4 separate regions of the Mus musculus genome follow, and regions 2, 3 and 4 are each linked to region 1. The links are chromatin contacts, called in public promoter capture Hi-C maps. All regions are on one chromosome and are shown on one strand. Each heading gives the region's core, a stretch centred on a gene start, on an enhancer-like site or on the middle of the called end of the contact. The rest is flanking DNA. Distances are from core to core; before and after follow the strand shown. Region 1 holds the start of Zbtb33 (zinc finger and BTB domain containing 33). Region 2 has its middle 29 kb from the start of Lamp2. Region 3 holds the start of Lamp2 (lysosomal-associated membrane protein 2). Region 4 holds the start of Mcts1 (malignant T cell amplified sequence 1).

Region 1 (4,314 bases), core at 475-2,974:
TCCTCGGTGCCTATTTACATAAAAACTGCAAACATATGTTGTTGGTAAAGAATGATGTTCACTTGTAGAAGACCCAGTTCTCTTCAAAGGAGTCAGTGCAAGCAAAAACAGTAACTAGTTACAACAGAGAAGCAGGCAACTGTTGCTGCTGTGGGACACTCCAAACACTTTCTTTTGGCATTTCACGGAAGCTATTGAGTTCAGAGTGCATCTGAAGTGCAAAGGACCCATATGCATATTAAAATACTTATAAGCACAAAACACATGTTATACAAATATTATATATTAACCATTCCTTGCTAAGTACATTTGGTAGAGAATTATTTTATTAATAAGTTACTAAAGAATGTCACTGTCACCTGGTACTTACACACACACACACAAACACACACACACACACACACACACACACACACACATGCTCACATATAAACACACAAGGGAGGCATGAGTATCTCTGTATTTAAAACATCATAACTTTAAAAGTCTAAAAGCCAAAAATTAAAACCATGTTAGCTACTCCATTTTAACAGCACCAAGGAATTACAGGCAATCACAAAGGCATTCATCACAAAGTGTGACCTTTAGACAATCTGCCAACAATCCAAAACATGAAGGTTTCAACAGAAACCACTTTCAAGTGGAGAGATTTCTGTATATGGCCACATGATTTTTATAATTGGAAAATAAGGGTTTTTTTTTTCCAACATGGGAATGATTCAAATGTAGGTGTCTAGGTGATACTGGGACCTGGTTTCATTTTGATTAGGTATCCAGCTGGTCAGGGTTAGCCCAGGATCACCCCAAGTGGGTCTCAAACCTTTCCTCCCCAGAGATTTGCGACCTGCCTACGGAAAAGGCATCTCATAGCATTGTGTAACACATCTTTGGTTGTTGGCTGGTTTAGAAGGCTGGTGACAGTAGGGAAGAGAAAAATGCCACGGGCCAGAGGGGGGGAAACAAACCAACACTACAGGGCTCCCTGCAGCTGTTGTCCATCTCTCCCTCTTCCACCATCTCCCTCTTCTTCCTTTGAACTTTGGTGCAACTGAGCTTTTAAACGTCAATTCACGTGAAAACACAAACAGGGATGGCGATGCAAACAGCAGAACGAAGGCAGGGGGGTTGAGGGGTGTTGAAGAAAGTAGGCCTAGCTCCTAAGGGTACTCTGTTGGGGGTAGCGGGCCATGCGAAGCCGGAAGCATTGTTGTGTCCAAAGAAGGATCTAAAGAGGAGGATGGGCCCCATAGTAAAGCTCAATCAAACTAGTAGGGAGGTGGGAAAAGAGCCCCCTTCCCCGCCCCCCAAAGCGGACGAATGGAGAGGGAGAAAGCCAAGTGGGTACTTGGCGGCGTCCCCCACGCCCTAAGGCTTATGCAAGGGTACCGGGTGCCTCTGGCACTGGACAGAGAAGGGGACCACGCCGCGCCTTACCGGTTCTCTTGGTAGAGCTCCGGGACCCACACAAAGAAAGAGCAGAGGAGCCAAGGCCTCGGGCTCCGCTGCTTCCTGGTTCAAGCGAGGCGGCCGCAAGCGTAGGCGCGGCCAGGGCATGGAAGGCGTAGGCGGGCTCCGTCTCCCGGGCCCGGTGCCCAGCCCACTCCTCACCTGCTCCGCGGCGGCCGCTTTCTCCTCCTCGGGGCCGAGGCAGGGTCAGAGTCCTACCCCAAGCAGCCGGACTCCGCAGCGCCGCTGCTGCCGCTTTAAATGTCGCTCCAGTTTCCGCCGACGTCAAAGCGGCTTCCACGGACGCGGCTCGGGCGCCGGGCTCCGCCGACAGAGGGCGCAGCGTGGGAGGCGTGGCTTCCTCGCCTTCCTCTTCCGAGAGCAGCCCGGGGTTGTCCGGAAGAGCGCGAAGCCCGCCTTCGGCTCTTTCCGTGACTGCGAAGCATTTTTCTAAGTGTTCTGTGATTCTCTTAAGAGCTCGGCTCCGTGAGACAGACAAAGATCCGATGACACTGTTAGGAGTGGCAGGGAGGCTAGTCTTGTTTGTTCAAACTCCCTTAAGTCCCGAGGGCTTAAAAATGTTCAGAGGTTGTATAAATTCCAGTTCTTTTGCATGTTTGAAGTCTGCCCTGTTAGCCTGTTGCTTGGATAACAAGCCACCTTGAATACAATCTGCATACTAAAATTTAACTCATACTAATTCAAATTGTAGGATAACAAGAAAACCACATTACACTGTCTACTTTTAAGAAGAAACCTGTGTTCTGATAACTCTTGTTAATCGAATGTTAAATGGTGCATGCAATATCTTGTTAACTGCATATCTATTAACATAGAGATCACATTTGATCTGCAGCAAATATACTCCAGGCCCTGTGGGATAGAAAAGCAGATAAGACAAGTTTCTCTCATTTCAGAGGGCTCGGCAGGTACATACACACGAATAAAAGTATTTTAAAAGTATAGAACTACAGAGAAGGAATAACAAACCAAATAGTGTCAAATGAGCCCTACCTTGAAAGGCAATAATATTTGTATTGTTTATCATTATTTTTTAAAATATTTTTTATTATGTATTTTCCTCAATTACATTTCCAATGCTAGCCCAAAAGTCCCACACACACCCCCCCACTCCCCTACCCACCCAGTCCCACTTTTTGGCCCTGGCGTTCCCCTGTACTGGGGCATATAAAGTTTGCATGTCCAATGGGCCTCTCTTTCTAGTGACGGCGACTAGGCCATCTTTTGATACATATGCAGCTAGAGTCAAGAGCTCCAGGGTACTGGTTAGTTCATAATGTTGTTGCACCTACAGGGTTGCAGATCTCTTTAGCTCCTTGGATACTTTCTCTAGCTCCTCCATTGGGGGCCCTGTGATCCATCCAATAGCTGACTGTGAGCATCCACTTCCGTGTTTGCTAGGCCCCGGCATAGTCTCACAAGGGACAGCTATATGAGGGTCCTTTCAGCAAACTCTTGCTAGTGTATGCAATGGTGTCATCGTTTGGAGGCTGATTATGGGATGGATCCCTGGATATGGCAGTCTCTAGATGGTCCATCCTTTTGTCTCAGCTCCAAACTTCGTCTATATAACTCCTTCCATGGGTGATTGTTCCCAATTCTAAGGGGCAAAGTGTCCACACTTTGGTCTTCATTCTTCTTCAGTTTCATGTGTTTTGCAAATTGTATCTTATATCTTGGGTATACTAAGTTTCTGGGCTAATATCTACTTATCAGTGAGTACATATCATTTGAGTTCTTTTGTGATTGTGTTACCTCACTCAGGATGATGCCCTCCAGGTCCATCCATTTGGCTAGGAATTTCATAAATTCATTCTTTTTAATAGCTGAGTAGTATTCCATTGTGTAAATGTACCACATTTTCTGTATCCATTCCTCTGTCGAGGGGCATCTGGGTTCTTTCCAGCTTCTGGCTATTATAAATAAGGCTGCTATGAACATAGTGGAGCATGTGTCTTTCTTACCAGTTGGAACATCTTCTGGATATATGCCCAGAAGAGGTATTGTGGGATCCTCCGGTAGTACTATGTCCAATTTTCTGAGGAACCACCAGACTGATTTCCAGAGTGGTTGTACAAGATTGCAATCCCACCAACAATGGAGGAGTGTTCCTCTTTCTCCACATCCTCGCCAGCATCTGCTGTCACCTGAATTTTTGATCTTAGCCATTCTGACTGGTGAGAGATGGAATCTCAGGGTTGTTTTGATTTGCATTTCTCTGATGATTAAGGATGCTGAACATTTTTTCAGGTGCTTCTCAGCCATTCAGTATTCCTCAGGTGAGAATTCTTTGTTTAGCTCTGTGCCCCATTTTTTAATGGGGTTATTTGATTTTCTGGAGTCCACTCTCTTCAGTTCTTTATATATATTGGATATTAGTCCCCTATCTGATTTAGGATAGGTAAAGATCCTTTCCCAATCTGTTGGTGGCCTTTTTGTCTTATTGACAGTATCTTTTGCCTTGCAGAAGCTTTGCAGTTTCATGAGGTCCCATTTGTCGATTCTCAATCTTACAGCACAAGCCATTGCTGTTCTATTCAGGAATTTTCCCCCTGTGCCCATATCTTCGAGGCTTTCCCCCACTTTCTCCTCTATAAGTTTCAGTGTCTCTGATCCACTTAGATTTGACCTTAGTACAAGGAGATAGGAATGGATCGATTCGCATTTTTCTACATGATAACCACCAGTTGTGCCAGCACCATTTGTTGAAAATGCTGTTTTTCTTCCACTGGATGATTTTAGCTCCTTTGTCGAAGATCAAGTGACCATAGGTGTGTGGGTTCATTTCTGGGTCTTCAATTCTATTCCATTGGTCTACTTGTCTGTCACTATACCAGTACCATGCAG
Region 2 (4,330 bases), core at 648-3,147, 300 kb before region 1:
TCTTCCTAGAAGCGGTGTGGGACACTCAGGAATGACCAAGAAGGAATGACTCACTTGGCCTTTCCCCAGATCTACAGTGCGTGCAGTGGTCCAGGGATATTGTTTCTGACCAGTGGCTCCAATCACTATGGTTCTTTTATTTTTTTAATTTTCTCAGTGGATGTTTCAACACAGAATGTTCTGCCCCTGTGTCAATTAAAAAGTCCATGGGAGTCTCTTTCACCATCAGGGTTACCCTAGACTCGGGGAGGGGGCCTGAGCCCCGTCTCCCCTATTTATCATCTTTCAGAGTCAGGACCTTAGGGGCCCTTCCCTTTTTCTTTGGGCATTCTCGTGCCCAATGTCCTTTTTCCTTGCAATAGGCACATTGGTCCTTCTCTAAAATCTTCTGGACAGATCTTCTTTCAGGTCTGGGTTCCTTGTTGCCCAGATACCCTGTCTGTCTATTCTCTGGCCTGTTCCTTCCTTCACGTTCCCCTACTACTGCCGCCAAAATCCTGCTTAAATTCCTCTCCTGTATTCTCTCTCTGTTTCTCTCTTGTGATACACCTTCTCTGCCTCCTTAACTAAATCTTGTAAAGCCATGGCATGTAATCTTTAAAAGCCATAGCAACCGCGGCTTGTTAACCCTCAGAGGTCGGGTTAAAAGGAGTATAGTATCTATAAGCTTCTATCAATCTTTCTAGAAAAACAGATGGGGGCTCTGTAAGGCCCTGCATCACTTCTCTTACCTTAGCCAAATTGGTGGGGCGTCTCATCGCTCCCTTTAGACTAGAGCCTGGCCAGTAAACTGTCAACCTCTCCTTACCTTGCGCCGTGTTGTAGTTCTAATCTGGCCGGTCCAGAGGGAACCCAGTGTTCTAATTGTACAGATCAGCCGATGAAAAAGGCCAATATTGGAGGGTCTGCAGAAACTGCCTGTCTGTGGGCAGGTTGCCCATAGCTCGCAAAGGAAAAGGCAGAAGTGGCGTCAGGAGCTTCATCTGCTGGGGGACTCTGGGCTTGTCGGCTCCGGGTCCCAGCTGTAGGTCCTCGGTCCTCAGACTGTGCCTTTAGCAATCTCAGAGCCGGGTGCAGGGACTGCTTCTTAGGGCAGAAAGGGAGGGCACTGTGCTGACCCACTCCAGTGCATGGGAGCAGCCGGGGGAGGGCTCTGAGAGGCGTGGGGGAACCCATGGTTTGATTTATGGCGGTGAATTCTGAATGAGGTAAGGCTGTTGATCCAGGTGGGACCAAGGTTTACTCTGAAAAACAATGGCTTTAACCTCAAAGATAAAGAGTAAACCAAAAGTCCCTTCCAGTGACCATTTTACATTAAAAGTCGGCCACTCGGAGGCGCAGAAAGTCTGCCAGGGTCCCTTCTTAATTTCTACTGAAAGATTATGGGCCCTTGATCTAACTTCAGTCCAGTGGTCTAATGTCAAACTTAGGGGGGTTGTTACAGTCCGTCCAGTACCATGGAAAATACAAAACAAACACAGAAAACACACATACACACACTGACAAATACCTGAAAACAGACACAAAAAACAAATACACACTGACAAATGCCTGAAAACAGACACAAAAAAAAAACAAACACACACTGACAGATGCCTGTTTTCCATCAAACAGACAAAACCAACTCAGAAATGCAGATTGTCAAGGGAGTATACTCCCCGCCTCAGACAGACTCCTAGAGTCCTTCCCCTCGCTCAGGGCTTCAGAAATACAGATGGTCAAGGGAGTACACTCCCCGCCCCAGACGGACTCCTAGAGTCCTTCCCCTCGCTCAGGGCATCAGAAATACAGATGGTCGAGGGAGTACACTCCCTGCCCCAGACGGACTCCTAGAGTCCTTCCCCTCGCTCAGGGCGTCCCCCAGAGCGAACAGCAGCCGGTGATTCCAGCACGTCTGCTGTTTACACTCAGTGCCTCATCCCGAGGCAAAGGTCGACGTTGCGGCTGCAAATTTCAGCACAGAACCTAGCCGGCTTACAGAAATATTTTGGACAAAAAATTTCACCTCCAACTGGGTCTTCGGAGATGTGGGTGGTCACGCCAATCCCGGGACGAGCCCCCAAATGAAAGACTCCGAGAGGAGCCCCTCTCTCAGGCCTCAGGACAATAGCGGATACCCAAGAACTCACGACAGATTGAGCTTGTTGCAAACCACATGAGGCTTTATTCGGGGAAAGCCAGAGCTCTGTGGACGACTCATATCCCACGCAGGGGTAGAGGAGTCGACCTCGAGGGGAAAGAGTTCCCAGTTTTTATAGGCCCTCAGGGGGGAAAGGAGAAGGGGGAGATTAGGGGATTTCCAGATCTAAACAATGTCTATTCTCAAGAAATGAGTATGGGAGGGGTACAAGGAAAGAGTCTAATGAAGGTGCAGCAATGGGCACACACCTGGTCAGAACATTGGCAGACACACAGGTTCAAGGAGTGGCCAGAGCATTGTGCACCTCTATTTTTCTAAATCAGTGAAGCTAGTTCTGCTAACACTGACGTCTATCTTGCCAATTTCAGGGCTTCTGTGTCCTTTTACATTCTGCCAGGATCTTTCAACAGTATGATTCTTAACTGTAGCAAATTTACCATTATGGAGTAGCAACGAAAACAATGTTATGGTTGGGGGTCACCACAATATGAGGAAGTGTATTGTGATGGTTTGAATATGCTTGGCCCAGGGAATGGCACTCTTAGCAGGTATGGCCTTGGAGTACGTGTGTCACTGTGGGTGTGGGCTTTAATACTCTAGTCCTAGCTTCCTGGAAGTGAGTATTCTGCAAGCAGCCTTCAGATGATGTAGAACTCTCAGCTCCTCCTGTGCCATGCCTGCCTGAGTGCTGCCAAGCTTCCTGCCTTGATGATAATGGACTGAACCTCTGAACCTGTAAGGCAGCCCCAATTATATGTTGTGTTTTATAAGACTTGCCTTGGTCATGGTGTCTGTTCACAGCAGTATAAACCCTAAGACATATATTAAAGGGTCTCAGTTATAGGAAGGCTGAGAACCACTGCTTTAGACGATTATGCTCTGTTTTCCTTTCACATTGTGTGCATCCCCTGAATTCTATCTCTAGATGCTGAGAGAGGCATTCCCGTCCTTTGCCAGTGCATCCTCTGCTGGGTTCTCAAGTAGACCTTGCAGAAGCAGCATTGGTAACGTTATTTCTGTTCCTCAGGGTTCTTCTCTAATAGTCCTTTCTCTATTGTGTCTCCTCAGCACTTAATGGATGAGGCACACCAAGTGCTTGTGACTCTCTGGTATGTTCAAGAAACGTCTGTTACACGTGTCCTTACGGCATGTGCCACAGGTTCCTTTCTTACTGAGCTTGTTATTTCTGTCTTCGGAGTCTTACAGAGGTGAGTGCTGAGAGGAAACGCTCTTCCTCCAGTTTGCAACAGCAAGGGTGCTGCGTCTAGCCCTGAGGAGTGTGGTCCACGTCCTTTGTCAGTCCATCCTCTGCTGGGTTCTCAAGTAGAGCTTGAAGAAGGAGCATTGGTAATGCTTGGTAACCACACTCAAACCCAGAGATTCTGGTGAAAATATAGAAGGGGTGTGGTGGTTAACAAGCTGAAACAAACACCATGCAGGAATTGAGGGAGACACTGTGTGAAGTGTGAAGCCCTGCCTTTGTCTTCCCACTGAGACAAGTGGCAACACTCACCAGCACTGTCCTGTGGATTTGGCCCAGGCCTCATTGATCTGGTGCTGAAGTTCAGCTTTTTTTTTTTCTTCATCTCTTCATCTGGCTCTCCACTCTTTCCTTTCATAGTGATTAATCTCTAAACACACTCAATCCACACCTTAAATTCCATCTCAGCGTCTGCTTTTGTAAAGTTCAACTTGTGACAGGCCATGCCCTGACCTCTAGGAATGTCTTCCTTTCTTTTCTATTGATGTCCACAAAACACTATGGGCAAGGCAACTTATAAAAGAAAGCATCTAATCTGGGGCTTACAATTCTAGGACCATAATGGTGGCGAGAATGGCAGCAGGCCATTGCAGGCATGGCATTAGAGCAGTAGAAGAGAGCTTCCATCTGATCCACATGTATGTATGTGCATGTATACTATATACTATATCTATCTATATATCTATATCTATATATATATCTAGAGAATACTCACTGGAACTGGTGTATATATATTATTGGATATTTTATTTATTGACATTTCATATGTTATCCACTTTCCTGGTTTCCCCTTTGGAAATCCCCTATTACATCCCCTCACCCACCCCTGCTTCTATGAGGGTGCTCTCCCACCCCACCCCCTCCCTGTCCTGGCATTCCCCTACACTGGGGCATAGACCCTTCACAGGACCAAGGGCCTCTCCTCTCAT
Region 3 (4,278 bases), core at 1,305-3,804, 270 kb before region 1:
CAAGTTGTTGGTTAAAATGCCATGTTAAAGAACATGCTGGTGTGGCAGGAATGGTAGGATGTGCTTGGAGTACTAGCTAGTCAGGGCTCTCCGGCAGGGGGATTTCTTGGACCTATCTAACATTTCAAAAAGCCAGTCTGGACAATGGAGTGAGACCAGGTCTCAAATAAATAAGAAAAGAGAGGAAAAAAAAAAAGAAAATGTGGTGTTCTGAGGTACAACTTTCATACTAACCACATGAGTCTGATGAGTGTGGCTTAAAAATGTATTTGTTAAGCCTTTTTCTTATGCTAGCCTTGGATTTCTGATAGTCCTGCTTCAGACTCCTTAGTGCTGGGATTATAATCATGTGCTACCATGCTTGACGAGAAGATTAATTAATTTATTTTAAAAATAAATTGTGGTAAAGCTATAGAAATTCAGTTTACAGAGCTATTTAAACACTGGGGTCCTGGGAGGGAGGTAGAGGCAGCTCAAGACCATCCCCAGTGGCCCTGGCTGTCCTGGAACTCACTCTGTAGACCAGGCTAGCCTCAAACTCACTCTGTAGACCAGGCTAGACTCAAACTCACTCTGTAGACCAGGCTAGCCTCAAACTCAAAAATCCCTCACAGAGATCCTCCTGCATCTGACTCTCTAGTGCTGGGATTAAAGTTGTTTACCACCAGGCCCCGTCAATATTGTCTTTTTTTTTTAAATCATAAATAACATTTGTGATTTATACACACTAATAGACTTCAGTGTGACCTTTTTCATACATTCGTAGGGCACACTTTGATTATATTCACTATATTCACAGGGTCTCTCTTTACATGATTCATTGTCCTAATACCGGGGAAAGGGTTTATCAGTGATCTTCCAGTCAGGCTGGATTGTGCACACACTTAATCCCAGCACTGGAGATGGAGGCCGGGGGATCTCTGTGAGTTCTAGGCCAGCCTGGTCTATATGAGATCCAGGCCGGCCAGGGCCATGTAGGGAGACCCTGTCAAAAACAACAACAACAACAGAATGCAGATTTGTGGTTATGAATATTTGGGTTGGAGTGGGGGACTGGGGTAGAATTAACTAAATCTATAAAGTTCCACAGAAAAATCCTCACCAGTGTCTCATGGAATTTCTGAGAATTCACTAAACTGCCCCCACAAATCTCTTCTTAAGCTTATTTTTAAATAGAGCCACAGATTAAAGATCTCCCAAACTGCATGACTTTGAAGCTATGTTTTAGAGCTTCTCTTTGTCTTTTTATTTGTTTGTTTGTTTTGAAACAGGGTTTCTCTGTGCAAACAGAACCTGGCTGTCCTGAAACTTGCTCTGTAGAACAGGCTGACCTCAAACTCACAGAGATCTGCCTACCTCTGCCTCTGGAGTGCTGGGATTAAAGGCATGCGCCACCACGGCTTTTAGTACTTTTCTAAGTGCAGTTCATGGGCCTCAGCATCAGAATCACCCCAGGTGTTTGTTTAGTAAAGGAATAAGACAGGATGGGAGGAGAAACCCTGCAATCCAAGCTACTAGGCATGCCGAGGCAGAGGAATCATATGTTCAAGTGCCACCTGAACTACAGCTATACTTTAAGTGTAAGGTCAAACTATTAGGCAACTTAGTGAGGATTAAACCTCAAACAAACAGTAAGCTTGTAGGAAAAAGGGCATTTGTTTCAGAGTCTCTAAGGCATCATCAGGTAAAATAAACAAAACAAAAACTACTTCCAAAATCCCTGAGAAGAGTGTGTGTGTGTGTGTGTGTGTGTGTGTGAGTGTGTGTGTTTTGGGAAGCAACATTTGAAGGTCATTGCTTTATTCCAACTCTGGAGTTTTACGTTAATGTTGTTTTCCTCTGTTGTTTTGAGACATGTTTGTTTACTGTTCACTTGGCAAGCGTACAGAATACGGGTTAGTATGAACTCATTAGAGAACATTAACTGTATTTGTATTCCAGATAGAAAAATATCTGGGAGTTTATGTATTTTGTAAAGAGTGTCTCTGGGTAGTAATGGGAGTGATCTTGATTTCCTTCTATTCTTATTTCTCTCTCTTTTTTTCTTCCTCTATTTAAAAATATGCTTCCTCTTTCTGACTTCAATTTCCCCATCAAGGAAAGAGAGTGTTATAACTTTGAACTTCAAGAGCATGGTCTGATCTGGTCGTTAATGACTCCATACCCCCTAGCTTCCCTATCCACCTATAGTATAAACTGTGTAGGTGGTCTCTATACTTGAATAATCGTGTATTATTTTTTACATATATTTTCATATATAAATTTACATACATATATATCTTGAGAGGCCTAGCAGCCGTTTTGTTGCCAGAAAAAATGATGCTGTTTGTTCTCAAGGACCTAGAATAGAAATAACCCACTGTCTACAAGCATCAAAGTTCCTCCTTTCCTGCTAGCCTTAAAAAAATGCCCTCCTCGCACAACTCTTTCTAGTTTAATAATGGCTGTGAACCAAAAAGCCAGGGCGTGGCCACGCCGCCCTCCTGCCCGGACATCACCGCCTCCCTCTCAGTTTCTAAGCATGCTGATTGGCTGAAAGGAATAAAGAACCCCGCCCCTGGTCTTATGACTCCAGCTGAAGCGGCGAGTCCAGGCTTTTGCGGTGCCTGGGTGCCTCGGTCGGTGGTCTCTCGTGCTTTCGCTTCCGCAGGGCTGCGAGGGGATTCGTTGGAATTGTCGGTCCGGTGGTCGCCTGGCCTGAGGGATCACGATGTGCCTCTCTCCGGTTAAAGGCGCAAAGCTCATCCTGATCTTTCTGTTCCTAGGTGAGTTTTCGGGCCCTCTGGTGTCTTTGAGCCGGGCCCGGGGGATCGGGGAGTTTCAAAGGCCACAACCTGAAAGACTGGTCTTTGAGAAGGCTTTGAGAGACCGAACAGCTGACACTGGGCGGCGGCGGCCCGAGGCGGCGGCGGAGGGGGGACGCGGGGGGGCCGGGAGGGGGGGACACACGACCTGGAGGAAGGCCTGGCCGTGGGATGGCCCGCCAGGAGGGCCTCTGAGAGTAACAGCGGGGCAAGTAAGGGGACGAGGGAGGACGACGTCAAGGGATTAGGCAAGAGGAGCGCAGAGTTCTAGACCTCTGGGCTAGAGAGAGCAACTTGGAAAAAGAGTCGGGGAGCAGACACCGGGGAGGCTTGGTTTCCTGGATCAGGGGAGAGTTTTAAAGATGGTGAAAAAAAAGTGTAGAGCGAGAAATGAATTTGGAACGGAAGGCGCTGTACCCTCGTGAAATTATTGGGGAGGGGGAGGGCATAGGGGGGTAGGTAGATAGGACAGTAGGGCCCAAGGGACAGAGACACCGTTTTGGGAGCTTTGTAGGTAGGACTTGAGGCTGGGAGAAGCAGTGATTGAAGAGCTAAGGAATGGCCTTGGAGTTTTGAGAGTGAAGGGATACACACACACGTACATACATATACATATAGTGACTGGGGCTGGAGTAACTTCCGGAAAGAAAAGTTATATCCAACCTCTGGAGACTAAAGGGATGAGTTGATAACTTTGGTGGGGGGTGAGTATCTGACTTAAAGGTGGTGAGGATCTCGGTTTTTTTGTTTCGTTTTGTTTTTTTTTTTTTTTTTGTTATTGTTGTTGGTTTGCTTGATTTTTGTTGCTTTGTTTGTTTTTCTCGAATAACTTTCGCTACTTCCTCCCAGCCAGACACCGGACAGAAATACCCCTAGATGCTAAAGCCGGGGAGCTTCCAAGATGGTAATTGTGTATCTGAGCTTTGTATATTCAATCCATTTTCTTCACAACCGCTTGGATTTTTTTTTTTTTCTGCTTCTTTTTTTTCCTCACTACAGGTCAGCTTAGTCGTGGTTTTAAAGTGGTGGGAAGAGTTGCTGGGTTAATAATGTTGGTTGTTTGTGATCTGTCCCAATAGACTTGAGAGTCCATAACAGCCTAGGCTTGAACTTTGATCCCAGTGTCCTCCTGACCTGATTTACTCTGCTCCTTGTTACCTTGTGCCTTCTGCTGTTTGTGCTTTAATAAAGAGATAGAAGAAAAAGACCCACCAGAATGGGCTGGAGATAGGCCTATTGAGGGGGCTTTGAGAAAGCAAAAGAATTGCATTTGTAATTCACATGTTGGTGGGATAGAATCAACTGGTACAGTGTGTTCTTACACAGTGGGCATTTGGCAATATCTTCTTAGAGGCATTAATTTTTTTCCATAATAGCTTTTGAGGTTTTTTTTTTTTTGAGATTGTATTTCAATTATATTTCCCCCTCCCTTCTCCACCTCTAAATCTTCCCATATACTTCTCCCTTCCCTTAT
Region 4 (4,993 bases), core at 1,591-4,090, 410 kb before region 1:
ATTTAATTAGTAATAAATAGGATTTCCATTTTTACCCAATGCACAGATAATTACAGAACTCTAGTAACAAACTTAAATGAAAATGTTTAAAGCCCTTTTTTAGTTTATGTATATGTTTATAATTACACAGTGGTCTATTCTTCCAACTACAATAAGGACAGGAAACTATGTCGTCTGTCTTTGCTTATAATTGTATTTCTTAATAAGTAGCCCAGTGCCTACCACATATGAAGTTCACTAAAAGCCGGGCAGTGGTGGCGCACGCCTTTAATCCCAGCGCTTGGGAGGCAGAGGCAGGCGGATTTCTGAGTTCAAGACCAGCCTGGTCTACAGAGTGAATTCCAGGACAGCCAGGGGGAACACAGAGAAACCCTGTCTCGAAAAACAAAACAAAACAAAAAAAACAAAGAAAGTTCACTAAATAATTAATGAATTAATATTTCTGGGGTCTTTGTTTGGGAGAAATGCATCACCCTATAGCCCAGCCTGGCCTCAAAATTGTATCAATTTCTTGTCTCAGCTTCCTAAGCTCTGTGATTCCATCTGTGAGCCACCACTCCATGCTTTTATGGAATGGATGAACTAATGAATGCTTCATTGGAGGGAAGGGACTTTTTCTAATGTATAAGAGACTTACATTTATGAAGTAATCTTAAAGTTGGATAAAAAGGCCCTTCTCTTTGTCTAAAAAACAGTAATTCTCCATTTACTGTAAGGATTTCTATGTGTTCATGGCTGTAAGACAAATGTCACAGAGAACAAAGTTAGATACTTTCGTTCAAAAATGGATGTAAGTCAAACATCCTATAAAAATTATAACATGAAATATGCACATACAAAGATACATTAAGCTTATTTTCCAGTAAATATTCTGACCAAAAAATACCTGTCCGATATAGAAAAAAAGAGAGGAAATATGACATGCTACAGCCAATTTCATTCTACATTTTATTATTGTAATTCCACTGTCAAGTATAAAATAAATCTCAAGAGCAAACTGAAATAAATCGACTTATAAATAAAAACAAGTCTTTGATAAAACATTACACAAAGTAGCATTTTCATATACATAGATAAGATTTGAAAATAGAAATACAACTAACTTTTAGAGTTAACTCTGTCTATTCTCATCATTGCTCTATCGATAATAATTCCATTTAGAATGAAAACAACCTAACCTTTGATATTCAGCTACTCTAATCTTTACATGGAAAAAAACAAGGACTTACCATCGGACAATTTTCACAGGGTCTTTCTTAGGCATGATTTGATTAAGCCATGGTTCAATACCTGGAAATTGCTCTAGCAATTGATTTTTAATACCCTTAATAACCGAGGTTTTCAACTGGATGCAGTTGGACACATTTTCTTTTTCATCAAATCTGGCAAATGATTTTTTTTTGAAGAGAAAAAAAAAGGGCATTGCTAAGCAGAAGAATCAGAAATCTAAAAGTAAGGTTCTAATTAATCATCTATTCCCAAGCAAGTACTCATGCTTAAAATAATTATGAAATAAATTGTTTTTAAAATACAAATTTCCATTTGTCTTATACAATACAAAACCAACGTGTTAAAGACAGTATTAGAATAAACTCTCATACATACTGCAATTATTGGGGGCAAAGAAATTGTTATGCTAGAATCTGTTGTCAGCTAACAAAAATGCCTTTTACTGAAAATTTCTGCTCAAAGGAAAAAAAGACTCCCATCTATTTAATAAAAATCTATTTTTTAATCTAAAAGAAACCTCACACATTAAAATACAAAAGACTAACCGAAGCATAACAAAAGAATGAGAGCCCCAGCAGGCTATGTAGTCTGTTGTTTTTTGTTTTTTTTTTTTTTAAAGAAATAGTGAGATAATTTTAAAATCCCTGTCCAGATTTGCTCAAATTTTCATGCACAAAACCCACCTTCCTTTGCCCATGTTCCCCTTTTTTCCTTTTGCGTCTATCAGATCTGGAAGATAAACCCACTGGATAGGTTTCCAAGGAAATTGGTCTTCCTTACACAGACTAGCACATAGGGCTACCACGTTGTTCTCAAGACAAGGTTAATCTAGCAGCTTAGCAATAGGCTTGACAGGCCAGCCGCTTGCTTCCTGTCACCCAGACTCCCTCACTGCCATGACCCAGGAAGTCAAGCCTTCCTTTTTTCAGTTCATAACTAATAAACATATAGCAGAGTGCAGGGCTCTCCTCTCAGCTGAGGATGTGCCCCTAAATCACAGTGCAAGGATGTGATTGGTAGAATACTAGGAATGGAGATAGCACTGCTGGAAAGGCAGAACAGGGCTAAGGAAAAAGGAAATGGGAGCGGGAGAGCCAAGCCCCGACTGAAGATTAAGGATGGAAAGCTTAAAGAAGTGGTCCAAGTCCGAAGTGAGCATAGTACTATACTTTACAAAACCTTAGGAAGTCAGGATGGCAGGGGCGGGGGAGAGAGAAAGAGGACCTTTGCTCTCTCCCTCTTCCCCACCCCCACCCCCACCGCCTTTCTAAGCAGCCAATGGAGGCCACAGCGTGTCCTTACTTCTTGAACATGATCCAAGGTGAAAGGGGCGACGATAGGGAAGGGCCCGGAATGGGAAGGAAATTGAATTAGGAAGGGTCCAGCACGAGGAAGGCCTGCACTGACAGTCGGAGCTGCTGTCGTTAATCCGGAAGGCGAAAACACTATCCGCTTTACGGCCCTTAGCGAAATCTGACTACTTCCGCTCCTCTCGACTCCACGTTGACGCTTTTGTCGGCTCCTTTTCAGTAACAGCTTAGTCTCCATTGGGGGTAGCCGAAAGGGCGGGACTTCAGAAGGAAGAAGTGATCAAGCAATTCTTTCTGGTTGCTGGAAGAATAGAGTGGGGGAGGGAATCAATCAAAGCAGAAATTGTGGCAGTCAGTTACGGGTTCCTCAAAGGGTCAAGATTCTTAGGTCTTTGTTGCCACCTACCACTATGCTAAATAGTTTGTAAGGATAATAGGTTTTGCTTCCTATCTGAAGCAACAGAGTGAATTGATGCCTATCAAGCTGCTTGAGCCTAGGCGAGCCTCATAGCTTCATGTTAAATTAATGTCAAAGTTGTCAGGTTCAGCAAATAAAATTACAAGATACCTAGTCAAATTTGAATTTCAAATAAGGTGAACACCTTTTGGTGCAAGTATACTTCATCTACGTTTTGACCTTGCTTATGCTAAGAACTACTTGTTTTTCTGAATTTAATTGAACAACCTTTTTTTTAATCTGGTAGCTATAATCATTGGACAGTGAAGTGCTGTCATAGAATTATCAAATAAGTCATCAGGTTGCTGTCCCCTGCTTCACTCTGATAGTTAAAAACTGAACTATAAATCAGGAATGTAACAGGACATCTTGGCACAAGCTTTTAATACCAACCAGTACAGGGATGGGAGTTGGGGTGGGGGTGGGGGCAGGACAGGCTGATGATCTCTGAGTTCAAAGCCAGCCTGGTCTACAGAACTAGTTCCGGAACAACTAGAACTACACAGAGAGCCTGTCTTGAAAAAGAAGCAAAACAAATAAAATTGATTTCTTGAACACAAACAAAAATGTAATTTCCTCCCAGGCATGATAACTCATGCCCTAATCACAAACCTTGAAGGGTTGGAGAAGACTTGAGACCCTATCTCTAAAAGAAAACAAATGAAAAAAGGAAAATAAGGTAATTCCCTTAAAGAATAAAAAGACTGCTGCTCCAGTAATAGTAGTCACAAGTGAAATGAAAAGATAAAGAAATACATTTTGGTTGTATGGTAGGGGGTTGTTGTTTGTTTTGTTTTGTTTGTTTTTCTCTGAGACAGAGTTTCACTATATATGCTAGCTGACCTGGAACTCCTTATGGTGATCAGACTGGCCTCAAATTCAGACGCCTGCCTGCTTCTGCCTCACTCGTACTGGGATTAAAAGCATGTGCCACCACATTAAGCTTTGAATACTTTCTAAAACATTTTTCTTAAAGATTTATTTATGTATTTTATGTATATGAGTTCACTCTAGCTGTACAGATGGTTGTGAGCCATCATGTGGTTGCTGAGAATTGAACTCAAACCTCTGCTCACCCAGGCCCTGCTCACTCCGGCCCAAAGATTTATTTATTATTATGTGTAAGTACACTGTCGCTGTCTTCAGACACACCAGAAGAGGACATCGATTCCATTACAGATGGTTGTGAGCCACCATGTGGTTGCTGGGATTTGAACTCAGGACCTTCAGAAGAGCAGTCAGTGCTCTTAACCACTGAGACATCTCTCCAGCCCTAAATTTTTTTTTAAGAAAACAAAATTATGCTTCTTGAGGGTTTTCAATCAGAAAGGTAAAAAACGAAATCATGATGGCAAAGGGATTAAAGACTACTCAATATGTGAGACACAGAAATACTAGATCTATAAGACAAATACCACAGTCTCTCTAGGGGCAAATATTCTAGTCCTCAATGGGGATATGAACCTTTAAAATATTCCAGACAAACCTACTATGCATTTATATTGTTCAACTGTTTGTGAATAATTAGTGGTTACCATGCCTACCTTGTCTTGATTCTATGGTATCAACAATCTTCATTTAATAATTTAATATTTTCCAATCAAATCTGCATGACCGATTATGTTTGTCTTTATAAATTAACAATTTGGTATTCCTGTTTACCCATCAGTCTTTTGTGAACATCTTTAGCATGTATCTGTATTACTAATATCAATCAACACTGAAGCATTTGGAATATTGCATTTATAAACATGCAAAACTGAAGCTGGGTCGGCCATGGTAGCCCCTAGGTATAATCCTAGCAGGAGCAAAGCATGGAAGTCGAGGCAGGAAGGAGGAGAGGTCAGCGGCACCTTGGCTACAAAATGGAACTGTCTCAGGAAAAAGAAAGTCCACAACTTCTTGCCAAGTAGTACTCCTCTCCTAGCAATTCTCATGCTGCTCTAAGAGCCTGCATTTCATAACAAGTACATTATAAACAACCATTACTAAGGAG

The links. Promoter capture Hi-C pulls out the DNA fragments that hold promoters and counts their contacts.
Region 2: a contact with region 1 is called in a promoter capture Hi-C map of liver. The contact joins the enhancer-like site here to the promoter of Zbtb33 in region 1. A contact is called at or near these places in 3 of 39 promoter capture datasets (the C10 cell line, the HPC-7 cell line and liver), 3 of 115 datasets of contacts at active chromatin or transcription factors (the 230-238 cell line, effector CD8 T cells and large pre-B cells) and 2 of 9 other capture datasets (adipose tissue and liver).
Region 3: a contact with region 1 is called in a promoter capture Hi-C map of pre-B cells. The contact joins the promoter of Lamp2 here to the promoter of Zbtb33 in region 1. A contact is called at or near these places in 18 of 39 promoter capture datasets (the 3T3-L1 cell line, 3T3-L1-derived adipocytes, the C10 cell line and 12 more), 2 of 15 datasets of contacts at CTCF or cohesin (the NIH/3T3 cell line and large pre-B cells), 8 of 484 Hi-C or Micro-C datasets (the C10 cell line, CD4 T cells, CD8 T cells and 4 more), 15 of 115 datasets of contacts at active chromatin or transcription factors (the 230-238 cell line, T-cell acute lymphoblastic leukemia, astrocytes and 10 more) and 4 of 9 other capture datasets (adipose tissue, liver, macrophages and 1 more).
Region 4: a promoter capture Hi-C map of pre-B cells shows a contact between it and region 1. The contact joins the promoter of Mcts1 here to the promoter of Zbtb33 in region 1. A contact is called at or near these places in 8 of 39 promoter capture datasets (the 3T3-L1 cell line, the C10 cell line, the HPC-7 cell line and 4 more), 3 of 115 datasets of contacts at active chromatin or transcription factors (memory CD8 T cells, microglia and pro-B cells) and 1 of 9 other capture datasets (liver).

Annotation. Positions count from the first base shown.
Region 1 is chrX:38,187,203-38,191,516 of GRCm38.p6, reverse strand. Zbtb33 (zinc finger and BTB domain containing 33) reads right to left here and starts at 1,724. Exons shown (of 2, transcript NM_020256.2): 1 at 1,435-1,724.
Region 2 is chrX:38,483,283-38,487,612 of GRCm38.p6, reverse strand. No RefSeq gene overlaps it. Among named protein-coding and RNA genes, the nearest start is that of Lamp2, 29 kb to the right of the region's middle. Within about 2 kb of position 1,897, at least 6 of the 459 cell types and tissues checked have an H3K27ac peak or open chromatin away from gene starts, as enhancers often do. A contact at or near this core is called in liver, where this site is marked.
Region 3 is chrX:38,454,736-38,459,013 of GRCm38.p6, reverse strand. It overlaps Lamp2 (lysosomal-associated membrane protein 2), which reads left to right and starts at 2,554. Exons shown (of 9, transcript NM_001017959.2): 1 at 2,554-2,765. The coding sequence starts at 2,711. LOC115489130 (a long non-coding RNA gene) reads left to right here and starts at 2,772. Exons shown (of 2, transcript XR_003953097.1): 1 at 2,772-3,708.
Region 4 is chrX:38,598,318-38,603,310 of GRCm38.p6, reverse strand. It overlaps Mcts1 (malignant T cell amplified sequence 1), which reads right to left and starts at 2,840. Exons shown (of 6, transcript NM_026902.4): 1 at 2,533-2,840; 2 at 1,230-1,382; 3 at 638-735. The coding sequence starts at 2,543.